Regions from separate parts of the Danio rerio genome. Here region 1 is linked to region 2. A link is a contact called in public Hi-C data. All regions are on one chromosome and are shown on one strand. Each heading gives the region's core, a stretch centred on a gene start, on an enhancer-like site or on the middle of the called end of the contact. The rest is flanking DNA. Distances are from core to core; before and after follow the strand shown. Region 1 overlaps nfic (nuclear factor I/C). Region 2 overlaps nfic (nuclear factor I/C).

What was found. A called contact is a pair of places that touch in the nucleus more often than the background predicts.
Region 1: a Hi-C map of embryo shows a contact between it and region 2, with 1.9 times the contacts expected there. The contact joins two enhancer-like sites. A contact is called at or near these places in 1 of 18 Hi-C or Micro-C datasets (embryo) and 2 of 4 datasets of contacts at active chromatin or transcription factors (caudal fin and pancreas).

What each region holds. Positions count from the first base shown.
Region 1 is chr8:22,652,738-22,658,013 of GRCz12tu, reverse strand. It overlaps nfic (nuclear factor I/C), which reads right to left. Exons shown (of 10, transcript XM_073910297.1): 8 at 4,393-4,577. It also overlaps a transcript of si:ch73-196i15.3 not described here. Among named protein-coding and RNA genes, the nearest start is that of smim24, 54 kb to the left of the region's middle. Within about 2 kb of position 2,778, at least 10 of the 62 cell types and tissues checked have an H3K27ac peak or open chromatin away from gene starts, as enhancers often do.
Region 2 is chr8:22,506,780-22,512,253 of GRCz12tu, reverse strand. The region is part of intron 2 of nfic (nuclear factor I/C); the gene reads right to left. Among named protein-coding and RNA genes, the nearest start is that of nfic, 53 kb to the right of the region's middle. Within about 2 kb of position 3,528, at least 13 of the 62 cell types and tissues checked have an H3K27ac peak or open chromatin away from gene starts, as enhancers often do.

The sequences.
Region 1 (5,276 bases), core at 1,529-4,028, 150 kb before region 2:
CGGCCGCAAATCCATAAAACCCTCTATCATGCTCTCTTTCTCTCTCGGAGGGTTTGGCTCTCGTTTGCATTCTGGCCGGGTAAAACTGCACACTCACTGCCCTGCACAACAATAGCTGGTGAGTGAGTCAGCGGCATTGTGGGTCGGTGCGGCTGTTCTTTGTGACTGCTTGGCTACGGTCAGACTGCAGTACTGGGAATTTCAATGAGTCTACAGAATCGGCTGAGCCCGGCTGCCACAGGGCAAGATTCAGAAATGTGCGCGTCTCTCTCTCTCTCTCTTTCTTTCTTTCCCCGTTTATGTGCCAACATCAGCAACACCTCTAGACACTGAGATTTCCTACTTCTTGGCCGTATTTCATGTTCTCTCAGGCTCTCGGTCTGACGTGGGGATGGCACATGACTCTCCTACAGGCACCCCTGAGGAAAAGTCATTCACACTTTCTGTTGGTTCTGTATGTCACTGTCAGAATGAGACAATCCAGTCAGAGCTAGCTCTTGGTCCAAAGAGTGAGAGAAGGCAGAAAGATCCCAGTGGTGAATGTGCTGGAGAGAGTGATGGGACTCAAATGACAGCCACAATCAGGGAATGAAATGAACTTTTGATTTCAAGGGATATAGTTTTCCTTCATAAGCACAATTTTATATATGCCTTTTCATTTTTTCTGTGTTATGTTAAATTATTAATTTGACCAATTACTTAAATCAATCAGAATATTACAAAACTTCTATTTCAATTGTATGAATAAAGAGAGCACTCTTTTATGAAAAGCAACCCAGGCTCATTGGACAAACATACGTTGATAATTTGTTACACGTGTCAAATGATGTATCCACCAGAGAGCGATATGTACATACTTGTGGTAAGGTATGGTTTGGTATGCTTTTATTTAAGTAAATGTAAGTAAATTAAATCTCTTTAACTTTAAGTTAGGGGTGTAACGAACAAACGTTACATGCTTTAATTGTTGTTTTAGATCCTTGTGATGTAAGAAACAGGTTTGCAATATTACTACAGGCCACTGGGTTGCACTAGAGGGGAGTGAGAACTGGATATATTCCAGCTCACCATAGAGCAAGTGAGTCTTGTTTGGTAGAGGGAACCATATGGTAAACTTAGGCTACTGATCCACTCTGCTTCTGATTGTTTTGAGAACATTACTGTTGCTGCTCAAATGTGAGTATTGAATAGTGGTGGGCAAAGCGAGGCTTCATGAAACACTGAAACAGTCGAAGCAAATGTGTCGAAACGTTTCGAAACCCCACTCTACGGTGACAACTAGTGGTCATTTTTTATGTATTGCACTGAAACAGCTTCAGCAAGAACATTTTAGCAAATTGAGGTATTAAACCCCACTTTGTAGAAGTATCTATTCAAGAGATTAAGTGGAGCGGTTAATGATTCTGACTTCCATGCGGGGATATTTTGAAATGCTTTAATACCAGTTGGTAATGCTTTGTTCTTGTTTCGTTTTGTTTCAACATTGGTCTGACATCCGAATAAACACGTAGTGAATAAATATGTCTTGTTTTGGTATTAAAACAGGGTTGTTGCTAGATCAGACACAGTTGTGGCCAGAAGGTATCAAGAATTATTTATATTATTCATTAAATTTCCCATTTATTGTATTTCATTAACGTCTATCCAAACCCTAAACCCAACCATCACAGTACTGTAAAAATTTGTATTATTGTTTTAGTGTTACAAAAATGATGCTTTATTGATGGCGTATCCGCAGCTGTAATCTATTTAGGCTACACCATAAAACAGAAACATGATTAAAATACATAAAACCATGATTTAGGAGTATTTGTACAAGTCGGGATTCGAACCCAAAAGTCATTGGAAGTATAGTAACAGCCTGTACAGGCACAGTCCTCCAGGCCATATGAGACAGATATTGGAACAGACCCCGGTAGTTACATGCAGATTCGCCAGGTCTCGAAACGCTTCTTAACTGATCGATGCTTTGAATCACTTTAGTCACGTGACCAGGGGTTTCAAAACACTTTAGTCACGTCACTTGGGTGTTTCAGATCATGCTTCGGTGCAGTGTTTCGAAACACTTGCGCTTCGAGATCTCGAAACTGTGTCGAAACGTCAGCCATCTCTAGTATTGAATAAGTTTTAAGTTTTGAAAGTATTTTCGATATTTAGTTGTTATTTACCCTATGTTTTTTTCTTATGTAGACAGGACCTGTTGTACTAGAGATTTACCAATGAGGTGATTGTTGGTGCTTTTAATAGACTTCAATGATTGGGTTTCAGCAATAAGCATGCACAATTAAAGTCCATGTGAACCAAAAGTTTCTATTTTACTTTAGTATTGTGACACATATCCAAGTAAAACACAATACTGACTAGAGGGCGATGTTTTATTTTAGCATTCCTCCTCACCATCTCTCACTCACAGCAACCTAATGGTCGGAGAGTAGTGGTTATTCTGGCCAAGCTGTCAAACTGACAGAGAATTCAAGCTAATGTTTTTTTTTCAGTTAATTAACTTGCACAGATTAATTATTCACATCAAGAATAACAGTGTGTGCTAACAAAGTAAAGTCAATTTTGTTTTACTGAAGATCTCCATAAAGTTCAAGTGGCCCTTTTGATTGGACTCTGACTAAGCCCCCCCCCCATCCATGTGAAGCTGATGAGCTCCTGTCTGTGAGTGTGTGTGTGAAAGGGCTGATGGATGTCGCTGTTTAGACTGCAGGTCGCTTTAACGGAAAGGGTGAAATCTGACCGCGTGGAGGCTGCGTGCTTCTACAAGGCAGCAGTCAGCTGTTTTTGGCTCACATTACATGGGCTACGATCCATGTAGGGCACATGATGGCTTGTTTATCTGTCTCTTTTTCCTTCTGTCTGTCTCTCTAACACTCACTTGCATGCTCACAGACACACACACAGACAGGACGCAGGAAGTAATCAGTTGATCTTGTAATTCATCCTTTCTGGTGTAATTTAAAGAGGTCATAACATGGATTTATTATTATTTATTTGTTTTCCCAGAGGTTTTTTTTTTCTGCCAGAACAGTAAATTTGAGCTTTTTCCCACTCTCTATCTCTCTCTCTTTCACTTTCTGATCTGTAGAATTAAGTGAATCTTTTAAGCCAACTGCTAAAGTACGAAACTATACTGCATGCTCTGAAATGATTCCAGATACACGCTGTGATAGTATTTTGATAGTATGCGTTGGCCTAAACTAAATATTAATAACTAAATACTATTTTGTCAAAGAAACATGTAAATTATGGATACATAAGAAAAAAGTCATACATTATATATAAATTTGCACTACTTGATTTTTATTCGCAGTTCTTTATTTTTGTTTGCAAAATTCCTTTTTTTTTCTCAAAACTCAATTTTCTCTTTGCGGTTTCTTTAGATTTGCATTATTTTACGTATTTTTTGCTCAATACTTTATTGCTTGTTTGCAAAACTTTCATGTTGCAAGTATATATGGCCCTAGATTGACTCCATACATGTCTCTTTAAAAAAATCTTTTACGATACACAAAAGAAAGACATGAAACAAAACAACACGATGATGGCAAATAAAGGATACATTTTCATTTTTAGGTGAACTGTCTCTTTAAGAAATGATTCAGTTGAATTCAAAATGAGCACATTTCCTCCACTTATGCCGAGTTCAGACTGCATGATTTTAGCCCCGATTTTGACTCGACAGGTTTTGTGAAATCGCAGACAAATGCCTGAAATCAAGCACTGATTTGCATATGTTCATGTGAGTAACAACGACACAGTGTGAACTATCAAGGGCGCGATATGAGAGAATCACCAATAAGTCGACAATGCTCGTGAGATATTTGGCATGCTAAATATCTGGAGCTGTCTGCGATTCAAATCATGCTGTGTAAATTGTGTTCTGACTGAAAATAACATCAGCGATCCAGCCAATGAGAGAGCAGCATTCACTAGTATGGGTATCTGCAGGCCAAAGAGAGGTTGGGGGAGAAGTCAAAAGTGCTCATTTTCAGTTTATCTGGACCCAAAAAATGGAGGAAAAACTAGTGGAAATTCGGCAGGAGCACCGTGTCTGTTTGACGTGTCATCTGAGCAATATCACAACATGATTATCAAAGCCACACTTTTTTGTCTTTAACTTTTAAGTTCAAATTTGGACAGCCTATGATATGACCTCTTTAAAGTACAAATTCGACATTTCAAATCATTTGTCAAGCTGACTCATCCAGTGAGTAACACGGCAGGCTCAGAGCTGTGACTGGCTCATATTGGGCTCCTACCAGAATTATGGCTGCTGATTTATTGAGGCTGATGCCGGGATTTGTTTTTACGTACCCTCATCTGTAAGTGTGATGAATGCAGAAAGTCATATGAGTTGTGTCTGGAAGCTTCGTGGGATGATCTTACTGGGCTGGGCTGTTGATTGGACGGGTCACAGGCCAGAGAGACCAGGTCCTTGAGCGGGTCTTGAGAGCTGAGGTGCGGCGGGTACCGGATGGCCGTGTGAGGGAAGTAAGTGGAGGCGGTTTGGGGGAGAATGGGGGTGCCTGGGAAGTGCAGAGACGAGGAGGGATGTGGACTCCGGGAGATACCTGGAGACACAAAAACAAGCTTTAACATTTATTCACTTATAACCAATATTGTTTACTTTATTTTGTACTTTTAGGACCCTGGTCTACGTACAGTTGAAGTCAGAATTATTAGTCCTCCTGAATTATTAGCCCCCCAGTATACTTTCCCCAATTTCTGTTTAACAAAGAGAGGGGTTTTTTCAACACATTCATAAACATTATAGTTTTATTAACTCATTTCTAATAACTGATTTATTTTATCTTTGCCATGATGACAGTAAAAAATATTTTAATAGATATTTTTCAAGATACTAATATTATGCTTAAAGTTTAAAGGCTTTTGAACTTTTTAACTAGGCAGGATAGGGTAATAAGGCAAGTCATTGCATAACAGTGGTTTGCTCTATAGACAATCAAAAGAAATTGCGTAAGGCACTAATGATAATGTTTTTTAAATTTTAAACTGCTTTTATTCTAGCCAAAATGAAATAAATAAGACTTTCTCCAGAAAAAAAAAATACTGTAGGAAATACTGTTAAAAATTCCTTGCTCTGTTAAACATGATTTGAAAAATAAACAGCAAATTCTGTTCAAGGCACTCGGAAAATGTGGAAAAAATATTAAAAGATTTGTAATAAAAATTTAAATCTTTAAATATTTTTCCCTTATTTTAGAGCACCGACACATTGTTTAAGCTACCCCTGAGCACTTTTTGTTTGA
Region 2 (5,474 bases), core at 2,279-4,778:
GGTTTGAAACAAATTTTTGAAGCTGCGTCACGGCCATGAGATCTTAGCGTGTATTCCAGCATGTTGACTGGACGTCTGTACTAGGGCATCCCGTATTACGTCTCTGAGTGTGTTGCATTCATTCATGAGTAAGGCTTGGTTCAAACCAATCAGCGCGCTCCATTATGTATGCGCTGCAACTTCATTAACATGCATGCTAGCTTTCTTAGACTGTACCTGAAACAGTCTTTAGACGGCAGAGAGACGACACACGTCGTGCTGCCAAAAGTTGTGGGAAAAGAATAAGAATTGTTTGGAGATACGGGTCGCCAGTGTTGCTTTCATAATGTGAAGGTTTTGTTTTAATTTTCCCTCTATGAGCACGCTGCTGGACTCGTGTGGATCAGTGCTCACAACGCGCGGCAGAAATGCATTTGTTTGGAACATTTTTTACTCGAGAGCATTTCTTTATCAATGGTGAGATCCGGATTTGCTGCTCGTCTCCTTTAAAAAAAAGACGCAGCTCCAGTATGTGCTGATCGTCCTGTCTACAGATTCGGTAAGTGTGTGCAATTAGTGCCCTATTTTTGTTCATTCAGATGGCAAAGTTATAGTTCGTATGGTCAGCAGTACTCTTTTAGTGTTTACAGACAGACCTTAGTTAAAATGATTTCTAAGTTACTTAGTTTACAGTACGTTAATATCACTACAATATTGAAAGATCCGCTGTAAATGCTGCTCTCTGTGTGTAGACACGTGAACACTGAAAGCAAACTTTTGCCGACCTTCGTGTTGAATTTTTGCCGCATTTTGTGACAGGATAGTCCACACACACACGGCTTTCTGACCTACGGAGTGCATCTGAATTACAGAGAAATGCTTTTTTCTCTTATACGACGTGCGGTATCAAACATTCCACCGTTATTAAACACACTGTCTCCCCTGCATGTGTGTTTGTTTTTCCTCGGTCAGAAGCGCGTGCCCAAATGGCAACTCCCATTTTTATTCAAACCCTGCCCATTTTTCCTCCCCCGACACTCCCACCCAAACAAAGCTAGACACACCCACTTTCCTGACTTTTTCATAACTAGAGGTCTGAAAACATCCTGCTGAAACAGGGGGTTTCATGGCCCTTTAAAAGAAACATGTTCATAGCTGTGGCATTTATATATGTATAGTTGAAGTCAGAATTGTTAGCTCCCCTTTGAATTGTTTTTTTTTATGCCTAAAAGATGTTTAACAGCAAGTAAATTTTCACAGTATGTCTGATAATATTTTTTCTTCTGGAGAAAGTCTTATTTTGTTTATTTCGGCTAGAATAAAAGTAGTTTTTCATTTTAATTTTATGGTCAAAATTATTAGCCCTTTTAAGCTATATATTTTTTGGATCAGTCTACAGAACAAACCATCGTTATACAATAACTTGCCAAATCACCCTAATTAACCTAGTTAAGCCTTTAAATGTCACTTTAAGCTGAATTCTAGTGTCTTAAAAAAAGTCTAGTCAAATATTATTTATTGTCATCATGGCAAAGATAAAATAAACCAGTTATTAAAAATGAGTCACTAAAACTATTATGTTGAGAAATCTGTTGAAAATATCTTCTCTCTGTAAAACAGAAATGGGGGGGGATAAACAGGGGGGCTAATAATTCAGGGGGGCTAACAATTCTGACTTCAACTGTATATACACACTTATTAATTTTTAAAGCATCGTTTAAAAAAAAAAAAAAGCTAGCCAATAAGTCCATCTCAAACTTTGTTGTGAGAATCAACATTCAGAACCTATAATAGATAAAATTTTTGGAGTGGAGTCATGTGACACCGCTCTGTTAAGGCTACATTATACTTCTACAAGTCGCAAGATTTCACTACATTGACAAGGTTTTTAAGCTGCGCCAGAGACGACATATTCCATAACAATAAAATTTTTATTTACATTAAAATGTTTGTTTACAGAGCACTCAAGTTTAAAAAATGATTTATACAAGATTTGTACTGCTTATATTCTACTTTAAATATATAAATAAATAGCACTGAAAATAATTACTTTTGTTTCCAAAAGTGCAAGTTATTTATTTTCACTTTTTTATAAGAAAAAAAGGGACTTGGTTTTAGGCAATGCGTGTTTCAATTTCGGTTGTTCAGCGTTGATGTTCAATAAATAATCATAGCACATAGTGTGTGCTTCTTCAATAATTTTAAAATCAATTAATCCACTCTTCATTTAAAAAACCCTCACTTATAATATGAGCATATGTACAAAACTTGTTAAATAAATAAATTAAATAATCGTTCATTAATCGAAAGAAAGTTAAAATGTTTAATTAATGGAAATTTTGATTTTAGGTCAAATCGTTCAGTTCTACCATTGTTTTTCGATTCCAACCTGTCTCACTCCTGTTTTCAATCCCAAACTACAGAGTTTCTGGAACAAAGAATTTCAAGTTTTTTTTAGATACATTAGACATTCCGATTAAACCAGATCCTATGTTAATTACATTTGGAGTTTCCAAAAAACCTTCGAGACTCACACAGGTACAACAACTGTTAGTTTTTTTCTTTTGTCTAATTGTTAAAATGTACGTTTTATGTTCATCATTTTTTTTAAATGTGTATTGCAAGTGAATGTCTGCTAACATTTCTAATAATAAAATATGTAAACCAAAAAAAATTACCATTTACTTGAGCAAAATGTTTCCATTCATTCATCCATTCATTCATTTTCTTTTCGGCTAAGTACCTTTATTAATCTGGGGTCACCAAAGCGGAATGAACAGCCAATTTGTCCAGCACATGTTTTACACAGCCGATGTCCTTCCAGCTGCAACCCATCACTGGGAAAATCCACACACACTCATTCAAACACACACACACACACACACACACACACACACACACACACAGACACACACAGACACACACAGACACACACACACACCAGACAATTTGGCTCACCCAATTCACCTGTACCGCATGTCTTTGGACTAGTGGGGAAAACTGGAGCACCCTGAGGAAACCCACGCAAACAAAGGGAGAACATGCAAACTCCCCACAGAAACACAGACTGACCAAGTTGAGGCTTAAACCAGCGACCTTCTTGCTATGAGGTGAATGTGCTACCCACTGCACCACCACATTGACAACAAAATGTTTTCAATAATAAATACTATTCCCAATCAAAGTGATACTAAATATAAGCATACTTCAGAAACAGAAGATATTTCCTAATATAACTGTCAAATAATAATGATATTAATAATCCTTGATATTGTACACTGCACTGCATATGGTTAGCTGTGTGACATTTATCAGACACACTGTAAAAAGTACAAAAACATCAAAGTAAATGTAAGGCTTAAGCACACATCTCTTCAAGAACTCACAAAAGAAACCTCACAAATCTTATTTCTAAAGGAAAATAACTAACAAAACCAACTGACACAGGACTGGCATGTTGCTCTGGACACATGTTGCGTACAAAAGCCACTGCCCCACTTTTTGCTATGTAGCAAAACAGAGTCATATTAGGTCATAGCCAAGTGTTGACGTGTCCTCTTGCTTTCCCAGCACTGTTCTGTTTGGCTCCAATCCTAATTCATAGAGATATCTGTCTAGGCCTGTAGTGTGCAAACATACACACCCACGAACGCACACACACACATTTACATATATCTGATTCTGAAGCCTATAGTTCTGACACCTTTGATTCTTGTTTATCTGTAATATGTGTAAAGTGGGAATAAAAACGCACCTCAGACCTGAAAAGGAGGTCAAAGTGCACATCGGAATGGATCCGCCATGAGACAAAGCAAAAATTAATGGATCCGTTATGTTCTCTATCCCCTAAAGAGGTGGTGAAATCAAAAATGACAGTAACGATAACTACAAGCTAAGTGGGAACTTCAGGGCATTCGAAAGGACATTATCAGATTTGACAGAAAACATTTCACAAATCAGCAAGTCTACACTGGATTGCTGAATATATGCATATGTTCACTATATGCAAATATAGATTTTAATTTTAACAATTCAAGTTGCTGAAAAAACATATGCATGAGTTAGCAAATACCCATGACTGTTTTAAAACGGTTTAAAACCCTGTTGTTTTTTGTCAGGTATTTTTATTCAGGTATCAAATCATTTTGTTTCCTAGTACTGGGTTGCAGCTGGAAAGACATCCATTGAATAAAACATGACAGAATAGTTGGTGGTTCACAGAGATGGGAAGTAATGAAGTACAAATACTTAATCACAGCACTTAAGTAAATTTTTTTTTGGTATCTGTATTTTACTCTTACACTTTTTAATTTTTTTGAAAACTTTTTTATTTTTACTCCTTACATTTGTACACTTATATCAGTACTTTCTTCTCCTTGAATTTCTAAATCAGGCTCGTTACTTTTGTTTTCATGCATTGGTTGGTGCGATCTATATTATTTCTTGTCAGTGCCCATTTTGAGCGCCTTTTTTGGTGCAATGACAAAAAAGACTGACAGCACGTCTGCGCGCTGGAGCGTGTGGCTTTTTCATCCAAGGCTATCACGCGCCTTATGTTGGCTAGTTTATGAAAATTAGGTTACTATGAGAAAGCCAAGATGACTATGCAGATGAGACAGAGGAATACAGCGAATTTTAAATGACTGATGCTGCCCTGTTTGCACGGCAATAAGACACAATTTGCTTGATCAGATCACAGCAAAACAAGATCACAGGTAAACAAGAGAGCAAAAGAGACACTTTCCGGTTCCAAAATATATCATGTAACTTTCTCTGGTCCTTAAATCTAATACCGCTTTTTTAAAGATTTGTACATTTAGTTCTAAAACAATCAAATACTTTATAAAAACTTTATGCATTAAGATTTATTGGTAACACTTTACAATAAGGTGCATTAGTTAATGCATTTACTAACATGAACTAATCATGAACAGCACATGGACAGCATTTATTAATCCTAATTGAACATTTACTAATGCATTATTAACATCCAAGGTCATGCTTGTTAACATTAGTTAATGCACCATGAGTTAACATGAACTAACAATGAACTGCTGTAATTTCATTAACTAACGTTAACTAACATGAACAAATACAGTAGTAAATGTATTGTTCATTGTTTGTTCATGTTAGTAAATGCATTAATTAACATTAGCTAATGAACCTTATTGTAAAGTGTGACCGATTTATTTCCTTTATTTCTAATGAGTTCATATTTCCTGATAGTTTTTTTTTTATATAGATTTTTTTGTGAATATATGATTTTACATATAGGATATTAATCTTCGATTCTTTTTTTAACAAATGTTTTACAATACCAAAAGTAAATATCCACAATACCCTGAAAAAACACACTAAAATAACAGACTATGTATGAGAACTGCTAAAGCAAAAAATAAAAAATAATTATATATATATATATATATATATATATATAGTTTGCAGTCGAATATGATAAGTATTTATTTTATCAAAAGAACATATTTTTTCAATAT